2 separate regions of the Mus musculus genome follow, and region 1 is linked to region 2. The links are chromatin contacts, called in public Hi-C maps. All regions are on one chromosome and are shown on one strand. Each heading gives the region's core, a stretch centred on a gene start, on an enhancer-like site or on the middle of the called end of the contact. The rest is flanking DNA. Distances are from core to core; before and after follow the strand shown.

The links. A called contact is a pair of places that touch in the nucleus more often than the background predicts.
Region 1: a contact with region 2 is called in a Hi-C map of cardiomyocytes, with 1.6 times the contacts expected there. The contact joins the enhancer-like site here to the promoter of Larp4b in region 2. A contact is called at or near these places in 3 of 39 promoter capture datasets (the 3T3-L1 cell line, liver and macrophages), 11 of 484 Hi-C or Micro-C datasets (bone marrow-derived macrophages, brown adipocytes, cardiomyocytes and 5 more), 10 of 115 datasets of contacts at active chromatin or transcription factors (the HPC-7 cell line, the SCID.adh cell line, bone marrow-derived macrophages and 5 more) and 2 of 9 other capture datasets (adipose tissue and pancreatic islet).

Annotation. Positions count from the first base shown.
Region 1 is chr13:9,127,707-9,130,406 of GRCm38.p6, forward strand. All of the region lies in intron 3 of Larp4b (La ribonucleoprotein domain family, member 4B), which reads left to right. Among named protein-coding and RNA genes, the nearest start is that of Larp4b, 35 kb to the left of the region's middle. Within about 2 kb of position 1,350, at least 45 of the 459 cell types and tissues checked have an H3K27ac peak or open chromatin away from gene starts, as enhancers often do. A contact at or near this core is called in adipose tissue, bone marrow-derived macrophages, cardiomyocytes and 3 more, where this site is marked.
Region 2 is chr13:9,092,560-9,095,259 of GRCm38.p6, forward strand. It overlaps Larp4b (La ribonucleoprotein domain family, member 4B), which reads left to right and starts at 1,322. Exons shown (of 18, transcript NM_172585.3): 1 at 1,322-1,621.

The sequences.
Region 1 (2,700 bases), core at 100-2,599, 35 kb after region 2:
CTAAAGAACTTGAGTTGTTTTTAGAGTTAAGTGTTTGAAAATCAGATAAAACCATGTATATGTTTCTGTTCTCCTCCGGCTGGCTGTTCTGCAGCTTTAGATTCCATGTGCCATTTGAACTTCAGCACAAGAAGTCTGATGAATGTCAGGCAGGACTCTGTTGTCATTAGGATTTGGATTTGAGTGGCAGGAGCATGTGACTACTTTGCAAGGAGCTATTTTTGGTATGGGCTGTTGGCTTAGTCTCCAAACTGTAGCAAGTTAGTGTGAGACACATTTGTAGAGGCGCAAAAAAGGACGAACATTGTGATGTGAGTTCTGAAGTTTCGATATGGGCTGTTGCTTCAGCAAAGAACTCAGTAATGACAGTGACAATGAGAAAATTGGCCTGTTACAAAAATGTGTGGAAGAGAAGAAACCGGAGACCAAGATAAGTAAAACTTTATCTTCATTATTTGATACCCTTGAAGGTGAGGAGCTTCATACTGTTGAAAATGGACCCAGCAGAGCAGCCGCTGGTGTTACTGTGTGGACTAGAGTTTTTACCAGGTCCAGGCACAAACAGGATCATAGATCAAAGCAGTCATTGAATTCTAATTCCTCTACCACTTCTGAGTTCTTTTATGGGTCTGAAAATTTAGATGAGGTTAACAAGAATTTAGATACTGTTGCTACCGAAGAGAATTCTGAGATTGCCAGTGATCCACTGGGTATGAATAGTGATAGACAGGCTTGTTCTGAAAATGACCAGCCTTTCTCACGTGTGCCCATGTCTTCTGACCAGCAGGAGAAAACTTTTGTAAGTGACCATCTACAATGTTACCTGGCCACTTGCAAAAACTCATTAGAAAAAGAAAACGTGCTAAATGGTGGAATCAGTAGTTTAAATGAGAGTAACTCTGTTAGTGTGTCTGCTGGAGAGTTGCAAAATACAACCCGTATTTGTGTTGGTGACAAACTGTGTAAGAATTCAAGGGAAAGCAGATTTTATAGTATTTGTGCTGTAGATCTGGATTGTATGAACATGGATGAGGGACTGTTCACTCCCATGTATGGAACAGCTGCAGAAGAAAGCCATTCAGCTGTTACTTACCAAGTTTTCCAAGAGGATCGGCCCTTAGATAACAGGGAAGAGCATACTGCCTCAGATGCCATACAGAGGGCAGGAGAGCGAAAGCTGCAGCAGGAAGAGCTCTTACCCCAAGATGTCCTCGGCCCACGTGACACAAGAGAAGTGTCTAGTGAGAGAAGTGAATGGAGTTCTGATCCTTTGGTGGACAGTGCTGCATCTGATGAAGCACTCATCAGTGACCTGCAAGCTGAGTCTCTAAGGGCAAAAGTTCATGCCAAATTCCCTAAAGATCACACAGAACATAGTATATTACATAATACTGGCCTACTCCCTGAATTAACTATTAACATAGGCAGTGACTCATTACAGCGCATGTGTGCTGTATCTGAAGAGAGAGAGAGCAGTGCTTCAGGAATAGGAAGTCAGATGGGTGATTCACTTGTTAATTTACCAAGTGATAGTTCCCATGTTGATGGGATTGCTGAACCTGCGGCTACAACAGTTAGCACTTGTCAAAGTTTAAACTCTAAAATGGAAAGAGAGCACAACTCTGAAAAGCCACTAGACTGTAATGATTACTTCCACATCAGTGTTAGCAGGTCAGGTAGGACCCTTTCCTTTGGTCTAGATAAGATTAATTTAAGTCCTGAAAAGTTAGCGTCAGAGAGCTTAGACAGGGACTATCTCCCAGTTCATGCTAATTTCAAAGAAGCTGCCTTGAGCAAACTTGATGGCCCTAATCCTATATCCCACCGGGGACCAGTGTGTGTGGAGGAGCAACCCTTGGGGGATAGCAATCTGGAAACTGGAAGTATCCAGCTGGCAAACAGAGGTGAGCTGTTCTTGTGTTCTGAAAATAGTTCCATTTGTCAAGATGAGGATAAAATGAGCATTTTAGAGACGGAGAGCCGTGCCAAGAGGGAGTTGAAAAGTTGGTGTCAAGCAGATGTCTGTAGAGGTAATAGGGCAGACAAGGCTCAGAGAGAAACTTATGATTTAACGCAAGTGAAAAGTGAACCAGACACAGAAGAGGTGGTCCAGAAGGCGGATCTCCTGAAGCTTGGACTTTCACAAAGAATGCCAAATGACGAGTCTCACTCCAGACCGCATCAGGGCACAGTAACACCCCCTGCATTTATTTTCACTTGTACTGGTCCTGAAGCAAGGGAAACAGGCCTACATGACAAAACAGGAGATAAAGTACATGTGAAGAGCTTGGTTGGTGTATTACACAACCAATTCAGTGGGCCCTATGTACTAGCAAACGCTGAAAAGGAACCACAGAAAGCTAATTATAGAGAGATCTGTGAGAAGAACACAGGAAATGCCGAGTCCAGTTTTCATTGGGAAACCAGTGTTCTTAGCAAGGTTGTGCCCAATGGGAATATGGTAACTTGTATTGGTATTGGCATAGCAGCAGATCCTGACTGTGAAACTAATCAAATTGAAAACAGTTACAGAACTGATGGTGTGAATGAAGACCCAGACCTTACAGTTGTGCCACCTTTAAACCACAGTTTATTGTCACCTGAAGAGGAGTGGGCCAACAGTGACAGAAGCCCAGACCTGTGTCTCATTAACACTGAATCAATTCAAGATGTTTCTAAAGCCTTTGGTAATGATGCGTC
Region 2 (2,700 bases), core at 72-2,571:
GAACTACCAGGGAAGGGAAAAGCATTAATAGTACTAATGTTGTATATTCTTTCCAGTACCAGAGGCAAGCTTTACTTACAATTTATTATCTTTAGAGACACGTCAATGAGTAGGGCACATAGTGCCAGGCAGTACTTCCAACTCGGGAGGTGGGAGGCAAAACAATCAATGCGAGGGAGCCAGCCTGTGTAAAAATAGTGAGAACTGGTCTTTGAAGAAGAAATACCGTGAGAATAGTTACTATGAGACTAAATACTGTGAGAATGCCTGTGAAATAGTTAACTAGGAAACAGTCTTAAGCCTAGTAACTGCAACAAGGTGTCACATAGAGGCTGGGTGAGGTGGCTCACTTGGTTAAGGCCTTTGCTCTGAAGTGTAAACACCAAGAGTTTGAGCATCAAGACCCAGAGGGAGGAAGAGAAGAAACTCCCACAAAAAAGACCCAATACAGGAGAGTCAAAGATGGTTCTTCCAAAATGCACTCTTCAGTATTTGAAAAATGTTCCTAGAAACCAATGAGCAGAACCATGGTATGGTATGGTATGGTATGGTATGGTATGGTAACCATGGATATTGTTCCAAGAGAGCTTTTTCATTCGGGAAAAATTCGTATGGCTTCGAATAATGAATTATAGACAGTAAGCAACCGGCGAATAAACGCAGATAAGTAGGCAGCAAGTTTTAAGTAAAGTAAATGTAATATACGTTTTTTCTTTTTTTTTTTTAAAAGAAAATCGATAAAAGAAGGGTTTTAGTATTTTCAATTCTCTGGGAAGCGACAAGAGCAGGTTTCTTTGCTTATCCAAATCATTCTTGTCCCATACTGAAGTCGGGGAAGCTGTAGAGAAATGCCGGACATGGGTCCAGGTCCTGGGGACAGCGGGTCCGGAGCGAGGGGTGCGCTTTCAGGACGCCACCAGCCTGGGACGCCCCACACCCCAGCACTTGCTCATAAGATGCTAAGCTGCCTACAACTGGCGCTCCGACTGCTACAGGGCGGGGCTTGCAGAATGGGCGGGGAGAGACGAGGTGTGCGGCGCGCGCAGCAGCTCAGGGCGGGGCGGGGCGGGGTGGGGCGGCGCGGGGCGGTGCGGGGTGTGGGGGGGGAAATTGGCGTCGTGCGCGCACGCGCCAATCACAGATGCCGCGAGATGGGTGCGCGCCGAGAGGCCGGGGGAAGTAGAAGGGAGGACTCGCGTCCCCTCTTAGCCAATCGCTACGCAGCGCCTCCATGACGCTAGGCTCTCCTGGGCGCCAAACGCCAGTCGGCGGGCCGGGTGGGTGAGGGCGCCGGGGTAGGGCGCGGGGCCGCGCGGGGGTGGGACTTCCGCAGGGCCCCGGAAGTGGGATCTGTGTGTTCTCATGCGAACGGGAAGGAGCGTTGGGGATCTGGAGTCTCGAGGTTGAGACATTTTCGGGCCCGAAAAAGGAAGGATCGGCTGCCGTCGCTGCCAAGTCCGCGCCCGCTCTTCTTTGCTGTCTCCGGCCCGGCCCGGCCGTGCCGCCTTTTCTTGCCGTCTCCCTCCTCGGCCGTCCCCGCGTGTTTTGCGCGGTCGCCGGGCACCGGGGCTGCGGCGACGAGCCCGCGGGCGGCCGGTCGGGCGGGGCGGGCGGCTGACAGGTGAGCGGGGCGGTCCTCGGTCACCGACGGGGCGGCCTCCCTCCGCGCCCCGTGCTCGGACCCGCGCCTCCACCAGCCTGTCACCGGGCCGCCATCTTCCCGGAGGGACGGGGCCAGTGGCGGGCAGGGCCGGGCCCGGGCGGGGAGGGGAACGGCACAGGGCCGGGCTGGGGCCGGCGCTGGGGAGGACAGAAAGAGGGGCAGTGCCGCGGAGGGAGCGGCAGGGCAGGCTGGACTGTGGCCCCGATAGCCCGGGGTAGGCTGGACCTGGGAGGACCTGCGGGCCGGGGTCAGACCTGACTGACACGGCCCTGGCCGGGGAGGACTGGAGCGAAGTGAGACGTGTGCAGAGTCTTCCCGGAGGCCGCGTCTCCCAGGCTCTTGGGGGTTTGCCTATGCAGCCCGAGGAGAATGGGCTGGGGTCGCAGGCCACCATCGCCCCGAGGGCAGGCGGGCGGGCCCCGGGGACCCGCAGTGCGGCGCCCGGGGCCTCGCCCCCCTCGGTCCCGCCGGAGACCGGCCAGACAGCCGCGCTCGCTGCTGCGGGGAGAGGTGGCTCATTAGGGAATCGCATTCCTTTAGAACCAGGAAGTTAGGATCCTGTTGCTCGAGTGTGTGTTTGGAATGCTGCTCCCTTTTCCCCCATACACTTGATAGACTTGAGCGGGTCCGACTTTGAGATAGTTAAGAAATAAAAATTAAATGTGAAGACTCATGGTAACCGGCCAGGAACCTCTTAACCACCTGCTTCTCAGTGGTGTATAGTAGAACATGAAGTTTGTTGAGTTGAGGTCATTGCATCTTGTGACTTTCAGTGAATGTAATCTTGTTAACCCCCTCGTTTTTTGGTGTAAGGTGGCTTTGAATTTGGACTGACTCGAAATGTGAGAAAACGACCCGGAGAAAAATGATCTCAATCTGCCTTCCATTCGCGACCTTCTCACTGGCGTTGGAATACTTTGTTTTAATCATAAACTGAAACTTTGAAGTTTTCCATAACTGAACAAACGGGAGGGCTTCCCATGGCTGCAGTGGAATTAGTTTGTAGCACACAGTCAAACAAGGGAGTTTTAAATAGA